Regions from separate parts of the Mus musculus genome. Here regions 1, 2, 3, 4, 5 and 6 are each linked to region 7. Evidence: chromatin contacts called from public promoter capture Hi-C data. All regions are on one chromosome and are shown on one strand. The core of a region is the stretch at or near the end of the contact, and the rest is flanking DNA. Distances in the headings are between cores, read along the strand shown.

Region 1 (2,727 bases), core at 171-2,670, 1.2 Mb after region 7:
TGGTGGTCCGAGTGTGTGTGTGTGTGTGTGTGTGTGTGTGTGTGTACGTGTGTGTGTGTGTGTGTGTGTGTTTGTGTGTACGTGTGCTCATGTGTAAGTGTGTGTTCGCGCTCATGGTATATAATACCCAGATACCTATATATAGAGACTGAACTATCTCTCCAGTTTTTACAGAAGGGCTCTTGAGCTGGTGAGTCACAGGTGTGTGGATTCAGATTCCTTGCTCTTGGATAAAGTACAGCCTCTCCCAGCCTGAATTTTCTAGTTTACAAGCTGACTCTAACAAAGGATTGTGTAAGATGCAAGCTGGGCAAAAGGAGGAACTAGCACAGGAGGGGTTGCTTTTCTGTGTTTGACCGAAAGCAGACAGTGGGTGGTTCAAAGGGCAATGCCGGGGATTGACACCCTGCTGCGTTCCGGCTCCTAATCTCTCTAGTCTCCTATTGATTGCCTCTCTCGTTATTGCCACACGAATAGAAATGTTGTAAGGACATCCTATTCGGAGACCGAGTCCTACTACCAAGAACAGAGCCTCCAACAGGGTAGACTGAGTCAGAATTGAGCAGAGCACTGGTTCTGACAGCTTCTCTCAGTCTGATTGTCATTGCTATGGTCTCTCTCTGGCACAACTGCCCTCTGGGAAGACACAGGCACCTTCCATCTGCCTCTAAGGTGAGCCTTTTTTTGGCTCATTGAGCCCTTAACCTGTCTCAGTTGGCAGTAGTCCTCCAGATACAGGCCAGATCGGGGATGCTCTCTTCTTAGAATCCACTTTCCAAGCTTCACTGATTACCTGGATAACACACACACACACACACACACACACACACACACACTCACAGCCACACATACAGATACACTCGGAGTTAGCAAAAGAACTCAACCAACACAGAGAGGGCACATCCAAAGGAGATTGTCTTCTTGTGATTCCAAGTCTGTCAATCATTATCTGAGTAAACATCTGTCAGGTGGGAGGGTGCGTGTGCGCGTGCGTGTATGTGTGTATGTGTAAGTGTGTGTATGTCTGTATGTGTGTGTATGTCCGTGTGTGTATTATGTCTGTGTGTTACGATGTGTGTGTGTCTATTTGTGTGTATGTGCCTATTTGTGTGTATGTGCATGTGTGTATGTCTATATGTCTGTGTAGGTGTGTGTATATTTGTGTGTGTGTGTATGTGTGTGTGTACGTGTGTGTGTGTGTGTGTGTGTTTGTGTGTGTACGTGTGCTCATGTGTAAGTGTTGAGTGCCTTAGGGGAATGAGCAGGTATTTATATCACAGTGCACAGTTTAAATTACATCCTGGGAGTAGTCTCCCCTATCACTACCTTTAACATGCTTGTTCAAAGGGTGCGGGGGCTGTCGTTCCCCCCTCCCGCTTGCCTCTCCCTTCATATAAGCCTGGGCTGCCTCCAGCCAGCTTCTGCACTCACAGTATTCACTGGCCCAGAGCAAGTGAAGGCCAGTGGAGAATGAGCCCGTTTGCCTCTGAGTCAGCATGGCTCTGCTTGGCTGCCGCTGCAGTGCTGGGGGGCACGCTTCTCTGCGGATGCCGGAGTGGCAGGCAGCTGCGGAGCCAGGCGGTGTGTCTCGCTGGCCTCTGGGGAGGTGCCTGCCTGCTCAGTCTGTCCCTCCTCTGCACCTTGTTCCTCTTATCCGTGGCCTGCTTCCTTCTTCTGTATATGAGTTCATCTGACCAAGACTTGTTACCTGTGGATCAAAAGGCCGTGCTGGTGACAGGTAAGTGGCCAGCATTCCTGTGATTGTCCTGCGGAGAAGAGTCTGATACTCTCTGTCCTCAGTGGGGGGACACTGTCAGTTTTGGCTTGAGTGGGAAGTGCTTAGAGTGAATGACAGGCAGCACATACCCGAGTGGTTCTCACTGCCTTTTTGCGTGTCCTTTGGTTTGGATGGGCTTTGGAAGGAGCCAGTGGTAAGACAAAACGTGACAATTGCTCAGGGCCACAGATCTATACAATGAGTGTGTTAATTTCCTAGGAATAAATATAAATAAGTAAAACAGCATCATTTCACGTGTGTTCTTGTACCAGGAAATACCTGACAGACTTCTTCAGGCTTGGTTGCTATTCTGTTCTGAGGTGACTATTTATCTAGGTCCTAGGCCTGGTCACCCCTCTATGTATGGAAGGAAGGTGGCCAGTCAGCTTTGGCACAATACTGTGTGTCTAGGGACGCCACTGTACTTTGAGCCTTTGCAATTTGCCAGGCTGCTGTCCCGAACCACGAACCACCCTGTTGTCCTGTTTGAACCTTTTCTCTATATGTCATTAGTGTATTAGTGCTTCTTAATTAGATCAAACTGGCAGTGCGTGCACACGGAGCTAGCTGCTCATTAGCTGAGCTGCCAGCCTCTCACTTCTTCTGCAGGCTCTTCTGCAGTAAGCGCGAGGCGGCCAAATTAGATTCCTTGGAGTTGTAAAACGGGTTTGTTTGGTGAAAGCTGCAACTAGAATTCCCTCAAGTGATCCTAACCCAGAAAGGCCTGGAAAGAAGAGGAAAGGCCATCGGCAGAGTCACCTTGTGAGGAGGGTGTCACCCCTGCATAAGGAAGTCATCACCTGTGGCTGGGGCCCCTGGCTGTGGTCAGCAGGGGACTCGTGGACTGATGAATCAATTTTTTTTTTTTTTTTTTTACTTTAAATCCAGTAACAAAGATTCTTCTTGTGAGCACGGTTTGGTTCTGGCTGGGGTGTGGAAGGGCAGGACAT
Region 2 (2,700 bases), core at 93-2,592, 1.3 Mb after region 7:
ATCCAGCTCAGGCTGGCCACAAATTAAGCTCCTGCCTCCACCTCCCAAGTGCTGGGATTACAAATGTGTGCCATCAAAGCCACTTCAGCTGGCTCAACTTCAAATTTAAAAATCATGGGCTGGGGAAGTTGGCTCAGTGGCTAAGAGCACCCTTGACTCTTGCCTAAGTCCTGGTACTCATACCTGCTGACTTAAAACTCCAGTTTCAGGGGCTCCAACACTCTCTTCTGGCCTTCGCAGGCACCTGAACACACATGGTATATATACAGCTATGCATGCACACACACAAAGGGAAACTCATTTTGTTTAAAAGTTAGTGGAGAACTCATTTCACCCCACTAACATTTTCTCCATTCCCACCACGAAGACAACCTTCACCCAGAACACAGGAACTTTTTTAGCTCATCCTTTTGGCTGTGAGCTTTCACGTTGTTGGGCTGGGCCTTTCTGATTAACCATCATCCACAGTTCAGTTAAAGTGGCCTTAAAAAAACAATAACTAGCCAGGCGTGGTGGCGCACGCCTTTAATCCCAGCACTTGGGAGAGGCAGAGGCAGGCAAATTTCTGAGTTCGAGGCCAGCCTGGTCTACAGAGTGAGTTCCAGGACAGCCAGGGCTACACAGAGAAACCCTGTCTCGACCCCCCCCCCCCCCAACAAACAAACAAACAAACAAAAAGCAATTAACTCAGAAAACAGTTTCCTCCTGCTCATGAGGCAACAGGAACAAAACTTCAGCCTGGCTTACAATTCCTTGGATGTGTGACCACTAAGATTTCCAGCCTCATTTTATGCTCCTTGTCTTTCAGACGTCCGAGCTACCTTTAGTTCTTTGCAACGTCCCTGATTTTCTCCTTCTTAGCTTCTGGACTCACTTTCCCTCAGTTTAGGACACTACCTGCCATCCCTCACGTTGTTCCTCCTTAGGGACCACTTCTCGCGAGAAGTCTAACTTCCCAGGCGGCCCAGACACTAAAGCCACCACAGCACTCAACTCTGCAGGCTCTGATGAACGTTGTGCAGGCTCCCTCCCCACATCAGGCTAAGCAAAATCTCACCCCTGGTGCCCAAAGGCCCGCAGGCTGAGCGAATGAATGGGGTGCGCTGGCCGCGGCCATCCCGAGCCAGTCTGCCCATCGCTTCGGCCCGAGTCCCACTACGGAACATCTCGGAGCTCAGCAGCCTCCCCGCCCGACAACCCAGCATTCCCGACCTCAGCACCTTCATGCGCAGCAGGTTCTTGGATAACTTAGTCTTGCGCTCCGACGCCATGTTGGACGCACTTGCAGAGGCTTTCCCGCCGCACTGCGCTTGCGCACGGTCAAGAGCGGAGCTAGATAAGACGACGCTCTAGACCCGCCCGGGCCACGTCGCTTACAGGCGTGGCAGAGCTTTAGCTCCGCCCCCGCGCCGTTGCCACGCCCCCGATTAGGCACACCCATCGCGCTGCCCCGCCCTAGTGCTCGGAGCTGCTTCTGGCTTCTCCAGCTCCCGGAGCGCGTCTCTCCGCAAAGAGCTGTGGTAAGAGCTCGGGCCACCGCGGGGCGACTGCGATTCAGGGTCCCAGGGCTAAACTCAGGAAAGGCGGATTAAGGGGAGGACGCTGGAGCTGTAGGCGGGGCCTCCACGACACCCGAGGACTCCCTAACGACCCGGTCTGGAAGTTCCTTGCTGAGGTCCTAGCTGAGGCCGCTGAGGTTGCTGCCAGAGTTTAAAAGTTTTAAAAATACGAATGGTGGCTTTCTATGAAGCGTGTTTTCTAGAACTCTCAGTAGCCCTGAGCCGCTGGTGTCGCTATGCTCTGTCCCAGAGTGAAGGAGGTGGTCACAAACCCAGGCTGCGTGATAGCTGTAGGGCTGCACACAAACCGTGGAAGACTGATGAATATGCATACACCTGTTCGCTGTGCATCTTGGAGCCTGAAGGATTTCCTTCTGGAATGGGAAGAATGGCAGGAACTAGCAAGAGCTGTACGCAAGGCGACAACTTGTGAAGGGGCCAGGGGTGGTTTAATGGGTGAAAACACTTGCTGCCAAGCCCGAGGAGGACATGAGTTTGATCCCCGGGACCCCCGTGATGGAAGGGCAGAATGGACTTCCACAAGTTGTGGTGCCGTACCTCGTAAGTATACGGAAGGACACATCACTGGCATGTAATAAGCAACCCGCTGGAGAAGTGGTAAAGTCGAGATTCATAAAGCATTCCGGATATTAAACGCCCTGCAGGTTTTCTCAGTGGAGTAAATAAAGACATAATGTGTTAAGTGGTTACAGAAACACATTTACTCATAACTGTCAGTGAGACATGGGTGAGCACCAAGGGGCTAAAGACACATTCCCACCCTTTCCTGGAGCTACATTAGAAAGCAGTAAATACCGTGGAAGGAAGAAAATGGCTGCAGCCAGTGACTTTTAGGGTCACTTTAAATTTAATCCAGGGTGGCCCTCTTCAGATCAAAGTGGGAAGGCTTGAAAGTCAAGAAAATATCGTTATATGAAGCCTTGGTGGTAGAATGTACCAAAAATAAAAAATAAAATAAATAAAAATCCTGCTATCTTGTTACCGGACTAACCATATATGGCAGACTTATGTCTCCTTCCATTCAAATACTGAAGTCCTGACCCCCATTATTTCAAAATGTGACTGTGTTTGGAGACAGGGCTTTTCAAGAGACAACCTTTAGGACGAACCCACATCCAGT
Region 3 (2,852 bases), core at 251-2,750, 1.2 Mb before region 7:
TGAAAGCAAGTTGTAATGTCTCCAAGGGGGACTTTTGCACTGCTGATTCATTCAGTGCCAGCATTGATTCAAAACCTGGCGGCTGACCACAGTTCCAGCCAAGCCTGGCAAAACTCACGCACCATGGGGCCTGATAAAGCGGTTTTGGATTTGTGTGTTTTCTTACAGTGCCTTGCATCTCAGCGCTGTTGGAAGTACTAAGCTTCTTACCTGTTTTCTTTCTTTTTCTTTTAAAAAGATCTCATCTGTAGTCCCAAGAAACTGACAAAGTGCACCAGTCTTGCCCAGGAATACAGAACTCAGACATTATACCTAAAAGTAGGTTTAGGGATATGTCCCTAAAATGCAGTCCATTCAGTCTGACAGATGAGCCGGGTGGCCAACAGAATCTTGAAACTTCTGTGTTCTTTGGTCGGTGACACACAGGATGCTGCTGTTCTTAGAACTGAGTTCATTTCTACAGGGGGTACTAATGGCAGTCCCAGCTCAGCATCCCCTAAACCAACATCCCCCAGACCAGCATCCATCAGCCCTTATATTTTTTGCCCTCTTGGTAGTGATGAGTGCTTAGCTAGTCTTTTGTGTGCCCTCCAGCATGGCACCTTCTGGAATTCACCAGACTCTTGCTCTCTGGGAAATCAGCAGAAAACGATGCCAATTCTTGATTCCTCTTGAACTTCACGCAGATCTCTCCCCTCTGTGCCTGTATGAAGACAGCAAGTAGCCTGCAGCCTGCTAACTGCCACATTCGTGATTAAGACACACCACACACGTCTTCATGTATAGGCGTAGAGGCCAGCCTGCTTCAGAGAACACCGTGTGCCTGCTCATCTTGCCTGCACCTCTTATCTAGGAAACTTAAGCTTTCAGGATGAGTGATATGGAGAACATGACATCTACTTGTGTCATTAGATGGATGTCAATACTTTTGACCGAGGGGACAGGTTGCAACACACCAGTCTGAAAATGAACAGACTCATAGTTATCCAGAAACACTTCTTGTTACTCAAATGGTTTCCACATAGGAGGTCTCTGTGGCCTTTTCTTTCAATGTCCCTACTAGGAAGGGTGCTTGGGTCCTGGGTTTGAAATAGAGCTGGTTAGATCTCCCACTTTCTACAAGAGAAAATCAAAACCAAACGAATTTTACAAAGCGAACACAGGTCTTTGACCTGCTGGCATAAATCTTTGGTTGGAGGAAACAAGCACTTTCAAAATTCTCATTTTCATCAGAAAGAAGTTTTACCTGATCGTTTGAACTCTAAAAGACTCTAAATTTAAAACATCCCACCTGCTCATCCCACCCCCAACCCCCACCCCTGCACAAACAAACCCCGTTTGTTCTTCTTCCTCAAACCCCGCCCCCTGCTCTCAAGCAGAAAAGCCCGGATCACTCCTTGTCTCCATGTTTCTGAAAAGCCACCCAAAAGTGACCATGGTCACCACCCACCCCACACCCAAGACCAATAAAACTCCCTTGCTTTAGCCTGGGCATGTGACTCCATTGACCTCTACCCATGAATCAGTGAATCCATCTGAGAGCTGCCTCTCAATAAACCCGCCCTCATACTCTTGATGTGGCTTGAATTGGCTCGTTACATTGGGAGAGAAACCTGAAAGTTAACCTTTGCTCCTGAACTGGTGGATTCTGGGAGGGATGGTTGTTATTTTCAGCCGTGCACCCCTTTGTTGAGCCTGCCAGGCTCCAGTGGATAACTCCAAACCCGTGGTCATTGGAGAAGGCCTTGGTTAAAAATCAGCGGTGGCTCAGGAATTGTGCAGAAGAGTTTTGTTAGGAAGAGGGGCCATTGGCAGAGGTGGGAAACAGCTAAGAGGGGGGGGGGGGGGGGAGGAATGAATATCCAGAGTACACTGTATAGACATGTATGGAATTACCCAAACAAAATCAATTAATGGTAAATGTTTTCTGCTGTGCCTGTCTAGACAGAAGGGCAAAAGGGTCTCAGGGCACTTGGGTTGTCTTGAGTGACGGGGAAGAAGTGGCCACATGGCACTGTCCCACTTCCTGAAGAATGGCAAGGATGGGCCACCACTCATTCCACAAATGCGTAGAGTCCTCGAGAGGCCAGGATCTAGACAGGCTCACCACAGCTGAGAGGACAGATCAGCTGCGTCCTGGATCCTCTCACTGCTTCCATTTGGAGGAGGCACAGGAGAAAGGCAAGGAAATCACAGGGTTATAAAATGACTTCTAGAAAGTGATACCTTCCTGTGTCTCTGGGCATGAAACACAGGCTAGAGAGATTTAAAAAAAAAAAAAAGAAGTTGGGTGGAAACGGTTTCAGTGGTATTGCAGAGCTAGTGGTACCAGCAAAAGCCCATTGTGCCATGTCCTGTGGGCAGTGACATCATGGGTGGTAGCCTGAGTTTAGCCACAGGGCTAGTATTGTTACCAGGGAAACTGGCCCCTCCCTGCTGCAGCCGACCTAACACTGAACAGAAAACCAGGAAGAAAGTTGTTTACTGGAAAGAATTTTCATTTTGAGTTTCAATATAAAATCAGAGGCTCTGTGTGTGTGTGTGTGTGTGTGTGTGTGTGTGTGTGTGTGTGTGTGTGTGTTTGTGTGTGTTTGTGTGTGTGTGTATGTGTGTGTCTTCTTTGAATCGGCTTATCATGAACCATTTCTCAAGTTACTATTCATTTTTTTAGTATTTGCTTACTCTTTTAGTTATTCTTACATGTGCATGCTTTTGCACGTATGTGCATGTTTACATGTGTATGCTGCTCTGTGTGTGGATGGTCTTGGAAACCAGCAGAGGGTGTTGGATCCTTTGGAGCTGAAGTCACAGGTGGTTGTGAGCCACCCAGCATGGGTGCTGGGAACCAAACC
Region 4 (3,014 bases), core at 169-2,668, 1.5 Mb before region 7:
AATTATTGCCTTTGTTCTTACAAGTGTGTTTAAATCTATTTCTGTTAATTTACAATTTGAAAGGTGGATGAGAAGCAGAGTTTGAAAAATAGATTACTGTCTTCATTAATACAGGTTTGACCTACAAAGTCTTCACGTACTTAATGATTAAAAACCAAAGTACTAAATAATAAATTATAAGAATTTATAGGAGTCATCATCTTGAAATTAGCTTACTGAATGTTCTTATCATAATAAATCTGAGTGGGTGTCTAATTTAGTGTTAGCTGACTAAAATTATATGTTACGGGCAGGGGAAAAAAAACACTTTTGTTTGAAGACAAATGCGGCAAGTTTAATCACAGGTGATATGAAAGGCACCCATCTCTTGCTGGTTCCCTTCATAGAAACTTTGGCAAAACAGGTTGAAGGAAGATCAATTCCAATTTGTAAATCTGCCGAGCAAGAAAATTCCCCCCAGGCACTAGGAGTGATGTTTACGTTACCTTCCTATGTGAAGCTACACCTGTCAGAGTCTCAGTATAGACTAAGTTAACCATGGGGAATATATGCAGTCCTCCCCATGTGGAGTGTACAGAGATCCTCTCAGGGTCATTGCCAAGGTTAAATGAACTCTTGTGTGTCGGTGGATAGATGGGAGGAAACTATTGCTTCCCTCTTCTGCCTCAGTTTCCCTCTTCCTGTGTAGAGGAATTTTAATCCAGCAAAGTGACTGCTCTGGCAAGGGTAGGTCTGTGTGGTCCTGCTGGAATGCAGACACGCCCTCAGCACGCATCTTTAAGGTAAAATTAGCCATGTTTGAAACGTTGGACACGCCCAACTCTCAGGGGAACAGAGAGAAAGGGGGAAGCAACTTAAGAGCCAGGCAGAGCGAGTCAGTGCAGTGAGTGCGGTGGAGCTGAGTCCATTCATGAGCTCAGGCAGTCCAGTGCGGGTCAGCAGAGGCCGTTGTAGTCAGAGAGTAAGGAGCTAGAAGGTTAGAATAAATTGCCAGAGTTAGTATGAGGCCAAGCAGAGCAATTCAGCGAGAAAGCCTAGAGAAGTCAGGTTGAATCAGTCAGCTTAGAGGGGAGTTTGAGCCAGAACAGCGGAGTTGAACCAGCCATCTAGGGTTCAGGAAGAACTAGAAAGGGTGAGCTTGTTCAGCAGTGAGCCTCCTAGAGGACACTTGCATCCTGTGGGTAAGCTTTTACACCATGTGTGTCTCAAGCATGACTGTTCCTTCAACACTGTTCCTCCAGGTCTTTGCCCTGGTCAGTCTGTGCTAAGGCAGAGGTCCCAACACCAAGGCTTACAGCCGCCCTGGTTCAGTTAATGGGAGAGGGGCTAAAAGAGGTTTCCAGGGCAGATGACACTGTATCCTCAAGTTGATGAGACCTAGAGTCACCTTGGATACAAATCTCACCCTGAGGTTATTTCTAGGTTGGATCAATCAAGGGGAAAAGACCCGCCCTAAATGTGCGTAGCAGCATCCTATAGGCTGGGGTCTAGAGTGAATACAAACAGTGTAGCATGAGAGCTGCCTTCTCATACTTCTGCCATAGCCTGCCTTTTCCACCAAGATGGGCTGCACCCTCACACGGTGGGCTAGAGTAGCCCTCCCTCCCTTAAATTGCTTATCGTCAGTTATTCAGTCACAGTGATGAGAAAAGTAGCAGCCAATATAAGAAGTTACAGTGATTTTATAGTAAAATAGAAATAAGGTCAATCTCTTTCGGATAACTGTGGTAAACCAGTGTATAATTTAATCTTGTTTTCAAGTTTAGTATGTTATGAAATTGAATAGGATGTGTGTGTGTGTGTCTGTGTATGTGTGTGTGTGTGTGTGTGTACATGCTCAAGTACATACACAGCACACATTAAATAATTTGCTCCAAAATATACAGAATTTGTACAAATTAAAGGGAGAAGTAGGATTCCTCCCACAGAAACACAGTGGCCAAAGAAAACGACAAAGAAATTAAGGGAAAAAAAATAGATACACATTTGAAAAATTCTTGATTGTTAAAAAAACATAACTATGGAAATTGAGAACTGAGATGACAGTTTGCACCAAGACCCCAGCAAAGGTTATGCACTGGCGAGCATTCATGCTATAAAAAGGTAAGAAGTGCTCGCTCCAATCTAGCCTAAAGTCCATCTCTTCCTCCATGGTTTGATTGGCAGCCTCATTCCTGATACATTTCTTAAGCAACTTTCTGATAAGTCTTCATGGGGTTAAGACTTGTTCTGGAAGGTTCTTCACTTTCACTGCCTTACCTGCTGACTCTCAGAGGGCTGGCGCCTCTCAGTCAGAGTTCTTAGCCTAACCTTGACCATCCAGTCATTCCACTCCCTACAAAGTGCCTGAGCAGAGAGAATCTCTAGTTCATACCACCACAGGCTTCTGCCCTGAACGTTGTGAAATTTTACTAAAACTCTGACTCCTTGCTAATCACCCAGTTAGAAGAGTCTGTGTTTGTTTAGCACTTTATTTGTGTGTTTTTGGTTTCTGGGATTGAACCCAGGGCAGCACTAGGCAAGTGCTCTGCCACTGAGCGAAGCCCCTGGGCCCAGAATTAATTTAAATTCACACGTCCAATCACCTACCCATTTGAAAAGTATGGAATCTTAAGGTCCTGACAACAGGATATTTTTCACCTAAGCTTTTCAAATGTATTAAATACAGCATAGAGAGAGACAGAAAAGAGGAGGAAGGGGAAAGAAAGGAAAAAGGAGAGAGAGAGAGGGGGGGGACAAGAACTGTGTGTCCACCTTATAGAACACATGCAAAACAGAATAAGTTGTAGACATGAATCCATTATTATGGCCTTTCTTGCTTTTTTTTTTTTTAACTCTGGAGAAAAATACCTATTCTGTAATTTCCTCATTTGCGTGAACGCATATGGTGCTGGGGAGCACCTGTTAACTGCAAACTGTAAGGACCTGTGAGCCAGAAGCCTGACGAGAGGCAGCAATGGACGGAGTGGGTGTTATTCTAGGTATGCTCCTGCTGTTCTGACTTTCTTTCCATC
Region 5 (2,700 bases), core at 69-2,568, 1.3 Mb before region 7:
TGCAATAAATCACTTATGTAATAAACTGCAGTATATTATGTGGAAAAAAATGAGCGAGTGGCGTGTGTGTGTGTGTGGGGGGGGTGGCTTCCAGTGGAGCCAGACCTCAGGCATGAAGAGAGAGGAGGGGAAGGGACTTGGAAGGAGGGGGCCGCTGCACCAGAGGAACTTGGAGAGGCTACAAATGGAAGCATCTCCACAGCGAACCTCAGGCTGCTGCTGGAGGGAGCTGGTTATGTAATGACTGCGGCAGTGGGGCTCCAGAGAAACTTTTTCCAGCTCGGCTTTTCCAGAGCATCCTCCCAGCTAATGTTCATTACCGGGGGTGGGGGTGGGGGTGGGGGTGTTCAGAATTAGGCTGGAGGCTGGAGGAAGGGAGATGGAGGATGGGAGTTTGTATTAAAGATGAGAAAACAGAGATGAGAGCTTTCTGTTTAGCAGCTCTTGGGTGAGCCCTCCATCCAGACGCTGAATGATTGCTCTTCATTGTAAATACCAATGGCCATCATCTATCCCGCAGAGGGGGGGTCTCAGGAAAACGGGGGGGGGCGTGCTTTACGAGAAGTAGCAGCAAATGCGTTCGGTAGCAGGCCACCGGGCTTCCGGAGTGTCTAGTATACACCAGCATGCTGTTCGTTCTGTATCCGAATTTCTAATCTCACAGGCGTCTTATGCTTTTCTGAGCCAAGTCCAACAACTTTCGCCGGGGTAGCCTCCAGCGATGAGGATTCCTGTTAGCAGAAAAATGACTGTGAGCTCCGACTTCGAGCAGGGCCTCGAGTATTTACCTAGTTGAGGCTTCCCAAATGCACTACCAGAGGGCACTATGATTAGTCCCATTTCTCAAAAGTGTAAACTGAGGTTTTTTTCCTTTTGTTTTGTTTTGTTTTTTTTTTTTTAACAAAAATCTGCCCCCAAGTTCTCTCCATCTGGAAGGAAAAGAGCCAGGGTTCATGCCAAGACCCATCTGGCTCCCAAATGCTTTCTGGCAATCACCAAGTTATACAACCAATTCTAGATGCGGATCCGAGAAATAACTTCATGGTGAGACTTGCCAAGGGAGGCTGCTTGCCTCCTTCCTGCAGGAACACATTGCAGCTCACAAATCTACGCCGGCTAGAAAAAAGAAAACCAATACTGCTCAGAAAAAACGCTTGCAAACTTCCCGGCAGAAAGCCCCCTGTTCACCGTGGTGTGCCTGCCACCGGGGAGTGGAAGTTGAGGGGTGGGGGTGGGGGGGCACGAAGCACGGTCAGAAGCTAGGAGTTTCCGGCTGAAGAACCTCCTTCCAGAGCCCCTAGAGGAGAGCAGAGGAGCCGCTCCAATTTCCATGTGCGCCTTTCTCTAACTTTGAGAGCCCAATAAAACCCAGAGTGCTGGGTAGGAATCAGAGGCTGCTAAGCTGCTTGTAATTTACGATTTAGCGTCGCACAGTATAAAAATAGGCAGTGAAACTGAAAGGCAATCAAGTCTATTGTCACCAGGAATGGGACGTGATCTGACATCCGCCGCTGCCGAGAGCCCGCTGTGTACTGGGAATGTAGTGTATATGGTTTCATTTTATCTCGACATCCCTGGAGTCTGGCCCCTGTCATTTATCTGTTCCCGAGTTACAAAGCGCCCCACGTGCTACTAGTAGACAACAACCAATGCATTTTTTTGTTTTTGTTTTTATTAAATCCCATCATTTTCTGGCTCAATTTTTTGGGGGGGGGGGTAGGGATTGCTTTGTCTCTCAATCTGTTGGCTATGGGGCAAAGGTCACGGGGTGATTGGTGGGTGGGCTAGCCCATAATTACCTTTCTTACTGCATGAGTGGCTAAGTGGGGGGCTCCGCCTCTGGCTTCTTTAGCGTGGTGGTCTTAGAGAGGTTGGATCTTGTAGGGCGTACACCTCATAGCTGCCATGGCAAGGTCTTCTCCGACTGACCTTGGACATCACAGGAAGCCACTTCCTCTCACCATATGAGGAGACCTTATAGTGAGTTTACCATCCCTGGCACACTGGGATTCAATGCAGGGGGACATAAGGCTCTACTTCCTGGTGGGAAGACTATTGAAGAACTTGTAGCTGCATTTTGTAAGCCATCTGGGTGTCTGTGGTCTGCATCCTCTTTGTCCCCATAGCAGATCCTTCTAAGAGATAAGGACCCTGATTTTGTTTGACCGGGTCCCAGTGCTAACCCAGGGTGACTCAGCTAGCTTCTAGCTGCCACCTCAGGGTCAGGGCTGCTCACTTCATGGAGGTCAGGAAGCAGCAAGACGGGGGATGGCGCTGGGACAGGGGTCAGAGTCAGGGTGTGACCTTCAAAGCCATGCTCCCTAGTATCTGCCTAGCCCAAGTAGGTCTAATCTTCTAGTCTCTTTTGCTTCCCCATAAAGTTGTCAAAGTATGAATCGATCAGTGAATTAGCCTGATGATTAAGCCAGCCAGAGCCGTTAATGATCCAATTATTTTCCGAAGCTCCACCTCTGAGTATTATTTTGGGACCACGCCTTCAAAGCAAGAGCTGTTTGAACAGTACCTACTACCTCAACTGTAACATAGCGTTCACTCCAAACTGCCTTTCGCTCACAGAAGTCTTGAGACTTTGGGGCTCATTAACAAATCAATTAAAGTGTCTGGCAACACAAAAATCATAAACCAGAATCCTGGATTCTCCTTCAAGAAGAATTCCCGGGGTTAACAGAGAATCCATTC
Region 6 (3,051 bases), core at 241-2,740, 1.3 Mb before region 7:
TTTCCATTTTTCTCAGATGATAATATCTACAGAGAGGGTCCTCCAATTGTGGGTATATCACTTCTCTAACATGTGGCCCATGTTTAGAACCACACAATACTTATTAATCACCACAATTAGTATCTCTTGTGGGCTGCTGAGATTACCCTCTGCTGAACTCCCAACATTCAAAGAGAATTCACCACAATCCCCCCAATGAACAGTGACAGCAATGAAGGCCCATGAGGCTCCCTTTTAAAGCTGAATGGGCACACAGTTTACCTTCCCCCTTCAAAGGAGACCCTGTGTTGTGTAGCTTTTCAGTTTACTTTTCTTCCTAATGCTAAACTTGGGGAGCGAGCATGATGAACTCAACATATCCTGAACATAACCACTATCAGCCAGGGGATCAAGTCCAATTAGCTTGGCACCCCCATACCCTTCTAAAATTCAATGTACAAGGTGCACACAAAAATCGCGTTTTCAGGAAGTCATCTGGAAGGTGAAGACAGGAGATGTCTCTGTCATGTTCTAGCTGCCTAGCAGACTTATTAACCTTAAATTGTTTTATTTCTAACAACATGTATGCCTATGGGAGATAGGCACGTGTGCACAGGTGTTCTCAGAGGCCAGAGACAATGGAACTCCCGGAGCTGGAGTTACAGGTGGTTGTGAGCTGCCTGCAGTGGCTGCTGGGAGCCGAACTCAGGTCCTCTGCAAGAGCAGTGTGCACTTTTAACTTCTGAGCCAGCCATCTCTCTAGCTTCTGACCCTTTCCCTATCTGTAGAGTATGCCTTGTAAGCATGGAGACCTGCATTTGATCTCAGGACCCATGCTTTTAAAAAAAATGCCAGGGATGGTGACAGATGCTTATGGTCCCAAGTTGAGGAGGTGGAGGCCAATGGATCCTTGGAGCTTGTGGGTTAGCATAGAAGAATTGAAGAGCCCCAGGACTCAGTGAGAGACCCAGCCTCAAAACAAAGCCCCCACTCCCACCCCCAACAAAATAAACTCCCAAACAGCATGAATATATGAGTGCCTAAAGAATGACATTGGAAGTTCACACACACGCAAGGTAGGGCACACAAGCACACTCACTCGATGGTAGGACTCCACCTTTCTATACTCAAACTAGGGGTTGCCTCTGGCTAGGATCTTTGAATTGTCGCACTAGCTCAGTATTTTTCCGGTCTCTCAAGCTTCCAGGAAGAGTGAACCCATTATCCATTTTAGTCTGGAGGACCCTGAGAAACTTCACAGAAAAAGCATGTTTTCCCCTGGAAGGCTGTTTTGAGAAGGGCACCATCGTGCACTCACTGGATGGCCCCTGTTGACATGCCGACTCTGGGGGTGGTTCAGCAGGGGATCTGGGTGCCTGAGAAAAGGAGTGAAGAAATTTTTAAAAAAAGTAAGAAACCAACCGAGAAAACCCAAGAGAAACCGAAAGACTGCACGCTGGAACAAAAGGGAGGGGGCAGCCAGCCTCAGGACCTGGGCGGTTAAGGAACTGGCTTCGACAGGAAGTGGGCAGGAGGCTGTTTTCAGTACACTCATGGGAACTGAGCTGGAAAGTGCTGTGGTGAGGGTCTGTGGAAAAAGAGGGCTCTAATCAAGCTATAAATATCTGTTGCTTTGAAGTTTTATGACCAACAATTAATGTTACTGGAAGGCACATCAAGAGCTATTTCTTAACTTGGTGGGTCTGAGTGGGCCAGGGTCAGGGTATGAGTCTAGCCTCATGGGAGGCTGTCCTTACACATTCCTCCCTCTCTCTCTCTCTCTCTCTCTCTCTCTCTCTCTCTCTCTCTGCTATAAAATAGTACACAGGTGTCTAGAGGCATACACCACAGTTCATGGTCATCTAGCCCAACCATCCATCCATCCATCCATCATCCATCCATCCATCCATCCATCCATCCATCCATCTATCATCCATCCATCCACCCACCCATCCCTTCGATCATTAATATGTGTTTATTCAAGATCATATTCAGTAAGGAACAGCTAGACAAAACCCTTGAGGCAGGGTGGAGGTTTGGGGAATGCACTTTCTTTTAGTTGGGAAAGGAGAAAACAAATAAAAAAATCATGTCTGGGAATGAGAAGTGCTCTCAACCATTCAGAAGTCTGTGCTAAAAACTAGAAGCTCACTCTAGAGGCTGTGCGAAGGAACCTTTTCTGTGGGAAGTTGCTGCAAACAGAGGCAGAGGCAGAGTATAGTGGAGCAGGGAGCCACCAAGTACCAAAGTTCTGGGGCGTGTGCATCAGTGGACCTCAGGATTCAGGAGTCCTGGCCACTGCTTGCTCTGAAAGTCTTGAACGGGCTGTGGATTGTTCCCAGTTATACACTAAGAGCTCCCTAAGGTCTTATTTGGTTGTGCCAAATGTCAGCTTATCATTTCTGTAATATGCTGCCCTCGAACTTGAATTTTCTCCCACTATAACAAAACAATGGCAGAACTCGTCGAATCCCATTCAACCCCTCATCTCCTGCTTTCAGGCACACACTGATTTGTACGCTCACTGTGGCCTCAGTAGTAGGCTTCTGTCTGGAATCACATTTGTGCTCTTCCATAGGTTCAGGAGCACAGTTCTTTGTTCCCCACTGTAGGTCTATCTTCATGAGGGAAGACATCAGGAGTTGTGGGAATCTAGGATCTTGGCTTCTGGAACCTGAGATGACCCGGCAAAAGGTCATAGCACAATCTGGAAATGTTTGACCTTTGCAAAGGAGTACCTGAAAGGTACCTTCTAGTGCCTGACTCAGTGGTGCCCACCTAAGAATGCTCTTACTCATTTGATAGAGCAGCTCACTGAAAATCTCGGATAGAACAACGTCTGTTTTTCAGTGTGGACGTCTCCACTTGTGGGATAGCATTTTCTCCTTAAAGGAGTGCATAATTCAAATAACTTCCTTTTCAGGTTCTCTCTCTCTCTCTCTCTCTCTCTCTCTCTGTCTCTCTCTGTCTCTCTCTGTCTCTGTCTCTCTCTCTCTCTCTCTCTCTCTCTCTCTCTCTCTCTGTGTGTGTGTGTGTGTGTGTGTGTGTGTGTGTTTTAAGAAGGGATTTCTT
Region 7 (3,009 bases), core at 231-2,730:
AAATGAACACAAGATATAAAAAGTGCAGTCCAACTCAATGGTTGCCAAAAGAGTGCCAAAGCTACATAGAAAAGTAAATAAGATACCAAGGGGAAACTCAAGGTCACAGCATTACTGCGATTCTATCAGAATGGAGACAGTCAACAAACAAGAGAGACCCCCTCTTGTTGGGAAGGAAGTTCTGGTTTTTGACAGTTAAGGGCAAGGAAGAGTAAAATATGCCTACGGTTTGGTTTTTCCAAGTGCTTGCAAGTTTTAGTAACTAACACTTTCAGTGGAGTTGAAGGTTATTTAGCACTTAGCATGAATTTAAAGGAAGGGGGAGAGTTGGGAGGTGGTGGAAGGGGTGGAAAGAATTCCCAGTACCTAGGACGGGGCCCGAGAACATGTTGGATTCCTTCAAGGCGCTTTATAAAGCACCACCTTGGATATCCATCATAGTCCCACCCCAAAGAGAAGGCATCAAAATTAAACCAAGCTACCTCCGAGAAATCATTGGAGGGAAAGGTCGATGAGGAGAAAGTGGCTCCCGTTCTCCCCCATTGATTCCCTATGCGCAGAATCAGACTTTACTGCTGGTTGGAAGTCACTTTGGCCACTTCTCTCTGAGCTGTTGTTCTCCTGCCAGAGCTGCTCCTGCTGGAATCCTGCTTGCCTCCCATCACAGCTGTGGATAAAGGCTTCCTCCTCTTCCTTCTTTCTTCCTTCCTCCCTCTTTCTCTTCTGCTTTTTCTTACTTTCCCTCCTCTATCGCTCCCTCCCTTTCTCTCCCTCTCCCTCTCCCCCTCCCCCCTCTCTCATTCTCTCCCCCTGCTGAGTGTGGATCTAACTAGATTCTTCAAGCTCCTGCCTTGCCTTCCCACAATGATTGCGACCTGGAATTGTAAGCTAGACGGAACCCTTTCTCCTCGAAGTTGCTCTTTGTTTGTTTGTTTGTTTGTTTATCACAGCAGCAGAACAAACCCTTTCTAGATCGGCTCAGCTCTAGTACCAAATTCTCAGAGATAAAGTGAAATCGGTTGGTTTTAGGACATGAGCACCTTCCCTGCGTGCTACCATATCCACAGTGTGTTATTGTTTCCCACATGGATAGTTCTATATCTCAGGATGGTATTATTGGCACCCATGTGTGTATCATATATCTCACGTGGGGGCGGTCAAGTGGCTACCTACACTTGCCTGACTCAGGGACAAGTGCCGGCCACATCTCCAGAAAGCATGAAAAAGAAGAAAAGTTAAACCCAGGAGAGACTGTATCCTGCCACGACCCCATCGCCTTGAGGTTCCTGGGAAGGAACGTCCGTGCCTGCCTTCTTTTGCTAGGCTGCAAAGCAACCTGCCACATGCAGGGCGGAAAAGCCGGCTTCAGAAACAGCCTAACCGTTGCGCAGGCGCAGCCCATAGCTTTCAGAAAGCCACTTCCTGCCTGGTTGCCTAGCAACGGGGGAAGCGTTGTTGACATCCACAGAAACTGCAACTCAGACTTGAGCCAGGAGCTGTCCCACAGGCGCGATGGTAAATCTGAGTTCTTGTCTAGAAGGGTAGAGGGGGAGACTCATGTGCACAGCTGTCCTGGGAGGGTCTCACCATTTACTGGATGACAGCTGGAAAGGGCGCTATTGAAAAAACGGGAGGTGTTGAGATGAATCTGGGAGCCAGAAAAGTTTGCAAAGAGCTATGACAGAGGTGGAGAAAGAAAGAAAGATCCCAAGCTGAGAAAGAAGGAGACCAGGAGAACAAAAAAATGGGAAGGGGGCTGGGAGATGAGTAAGAGACAAAGAGGGAAGAAATAAAAACTAGGAGGGGGGGCGAGGAATGGAGAGAGAACGCGGGGAGGAAGGTGGGATGCTACCCCAACCTCGCCTGCACAGAAAAGGAAGGAGAGAGAAGAGAGAAAAAAAAAGGAAAGGGAAAAAGAAAGGCAAAGGGGAAGAGAAGAGAAGGAAGGGGATGGGAGAGAAAGAAACGAAGGAAAAGGGTTGGAGAAAAGGGAAAGGGAGAGGAGGAGGAGGGAAGGAGAGTGAAGGGGAGAGGAGGAGAGGCACAGGAGTGGCCTGGGGACACAGGAGGTTGCAATAGGGGTCTGGGAGTCAGAAGAGAACCACCTTGGAGGAGAGGAAAGGTGAGGAGCAGAGAGCTGAGAGGAGCAGTGGAGGAAGGGAGGAGAGGTCCGTGACTTTGAGGAGCCCCTAAGGCGATCAGAACTGGGCTGGTTTGTGAGTATTCTGTGCCAGACATAAGGAGACCAAGAAATGCCAAGTGTCAGAGAGATACCCCAAGAAAAAAATGTCTACATTTACTGGGGTTTGCGTTTTCTTGGTTGGTCGGTTGGGTTGGTTTGTTTGTTGTTTGGTTTTGGTGTTTGGTTTGGTTTGGTTTTGGTTTTGTCCCAGGCTGTGTATGAGACAAAACAAGTCCCTGGCACTATCAGATTCTTGCTATTACTGTCACTGGCGATGTCTCCTTTTCCTTTCCAGAGGACACCTCAGGCTCAGAGCTTTCGTGTTACTGAAATGTAAACATATGCTCTCTTCCTTTGTTTTCACAGTCCTCTTTATTTGTGACAGCCCGTTTGTGACCTGGGGTGGCCTCTGCAGATGCATTTCTCCAAGCTTTGGGCCATGGTGTAGTTTAAAGAACATGCTAAATTAAATGTTACCAGTGTCCACCATGAGGAAAGCCACTAATCCAGCCTGACATTTCCTCAAAAGACACCTGCCCTGGTGGTGGGAAAAACGAGAAAAGTGCTTGCTCACCTCCACAATGGGTGCAGAAGGAAGCCTGTCTCTGACTGAAGTAACGTAGTGTTCACTTGTGAGATGTTGGGAAAGAAAACAATAGAATAGATTCTCATCACAAAACTGCCTGGCTAAGTGGAGCACGGTAATGCCTGCCTGGAGTCCCAGCACTCAGGAGGCTGAGGCAGGAGGACTGCTGCAAGTTCAAGACCAGGCTGAGCTATATACTGTGAAATCCTATCTCAAAAAAAAAAAAATCCAAAAAAAATGC

What was found. Promoter capture Hi-C pulls out the DNA fragments that hold promoters and counts their contacts.
Region 1: a promoter capture Hi-C map of embryonic stem cells shows a contact between it and region 7, with 4 times the contacts expected there. The contact joins the promoter of Hsd17b2 here to the promoter of Dynlrb2 in region 7. A contact is called at or near these places in 3 of 39 promoter capture datasets (embryonic stem cells and stem cell-derived epiblast-like cells).
Region 2: a contact with region 7 is called in a promoter capture Hi-C map of pre-B cells. The contact joins the promoter of Mphosph6 here to the promoter of Dynlrb2 in region 7. A contact is called at or near these places in 3 of 39 promoter capture datasets (cranial neural crest, liver and pre-B cells).
Region 3: a contact with region 7 is called in a promoter capture Hi-C map of liver, with 4 times the contacts expected there. The contact joins the enhancer-like site here to the promoter of Dynlrb2 in region 7. A contact is called at or near these places in 12 of 39 promoter capture datasets (the C10 cell line, the HPC-7 cell line, cranial neural crest and 7 more) and 2 of 9 other capture datasets (adipose tissue and macrophages).
Region 4: a contact with region 7 is called in a promoter capture Hi-C map of embryonic stem cells, with 4 times the contacts expected there. The contact joins the enhancer-like site here to the promoter of Dynlrb2 in region 7. A contact is called at or near these places in 8 of 39 promoter capture datasets (the 3T3-L1 cell line, 3T3-L1-derived adipocytes, the HPC-7 cell line and 4 more) and 3 of 9 other capture datasets (adipose tissue, embryonic stem cells and liver).
Region 5: a promoter capture Hi-C map of hippocampal neurons shows a contact between it and region 7, with 4 times the contacts expected there. The contact joins the enhancer-like site here to the promoter of Dynlrb2 in region 7. A contact is called at or near these places in 5 of 39 promoter capture datasets (embryonic stem cells, hippocampal neurons, liver and 2 more) and 2 of 9 other capture datasets (liver and macrophages).
Region 6: a promoter capture Hi-C map of pre-B cells shows a contact between it and region 7, with 4 times the contacts expected there. The contact joins the enhancer-like site here to the promoter of Dynlrb2 in region 7. A contact is called at or near these places in 6 of 39 promoter capture datasets (the 3T3-L1 cell line, embryonic stem cells, hippocampal neurons and 2 more).

What each region holds. Positions count from the first base shown.
Region 1 is chr8:117,700,526-117,703,252 of GRCm38.p6, forward strand. It overlaps Hsd17b2 (hydroxysteroid (17-beta) dehydrogenase 2), which reads left to right and starts at 1,421. Exons shown (of 5, transcript NM_008290.2): 1 at 1,421-1,738. The coding sequence starts at 1,471.
Region 2 is chr8:117,800,632-117,803,331 of GRCm38.p6, forward strand. It overlaps Mphosph6 (M phase phosphoprotein 6), which reads right to left and starts at 1,343. Exons shown (of 5, transcript NM_026758.4): 1 at 1,221-1,343. The coding sequence starts at 1,271.
Region 3 is chr8:115,274,106-115,276,957 of GRCm38.p6, forward strand. The region is part of intron 8 of Wwox (WW domain-containing oxidoreductase); the gene reads left to right. Among named protein-coding and RNA genes, the nearest start is that of Gm39257, 310 kb to the left of the region's middle. Within about 2 kb of position 1,501, at least 51 of the 459 cell types and tissues checked have an H3K27ac peak or open chromatin away from gene starts, as enhancers often do. A contact at or near this core is called in liver, where this site is marked.
Region 4 is chr8:115,035,408-115,038,421 of GRCm38.p6, forward strand. All of the region lies in intron 8 of Wwox (WW domain-containing oxidoreductase), which reads left to right. Among named protein-coding and RNA genes, the nearest start is that of Gm39257, 76 kb to the left of the region's middle. Within about 2 kb of position 1,419, at least 9 of the 459 cell types and tissues checked have an H3K27ac peak or open chromatin away from gene starts, as enhancers often do. A contact at or near this core is called in embryonic stem cells, where this site is marked.
Region 5 is chr8:115,158,778-115,161,477 of GRCm38.p6, forward strand. All of the region lies in intron 8 of Wwox (WW domain-containing oxidoreductase), which reads left to right. Among named protein-coding and RNA genes, the nearest start is that of Gm39257, 200 kb to the left of the region's middle. Within about 2 kb of position 1,319, at least 143 of the 459 cell types and tissues checked have an H3K27ac peak or open chromatin away from gene starts, as enhancers often do. A contact at or near this core is called in hippocampal neurons and liver, where this site is marked.
Region 6 is chr8:115,232,776-115,235,826 of GRCm38.p6, forward strand. All of the region lies in intron 8 of Wwox (WW domain-containing oxidoreductase), which reads left to right. Among named protein-coding and RNA genes, the nearest start is that of Gm39257, 270 kb to the left of the region's middle. Within about 2 kb of position 1,491, at least 74 of the 459 cell types and tissues checked have an H3K27ac peak or open chromatin away from gene starts, as enhancers often do. A contact at or near this core is called in pre-B cells, where this site is marked.
Region 7 is chr8:116,503,535-116,506,543 of GRCm38.p6, forward strand. Dynlrb2 (dynein light chain roadblock-type 2) reads left to right here and starts at 1,481. Exons shown (of 4, transcript NM_029297.1): 1 at 1,481-1,515. The coding sequence starts at 1,513.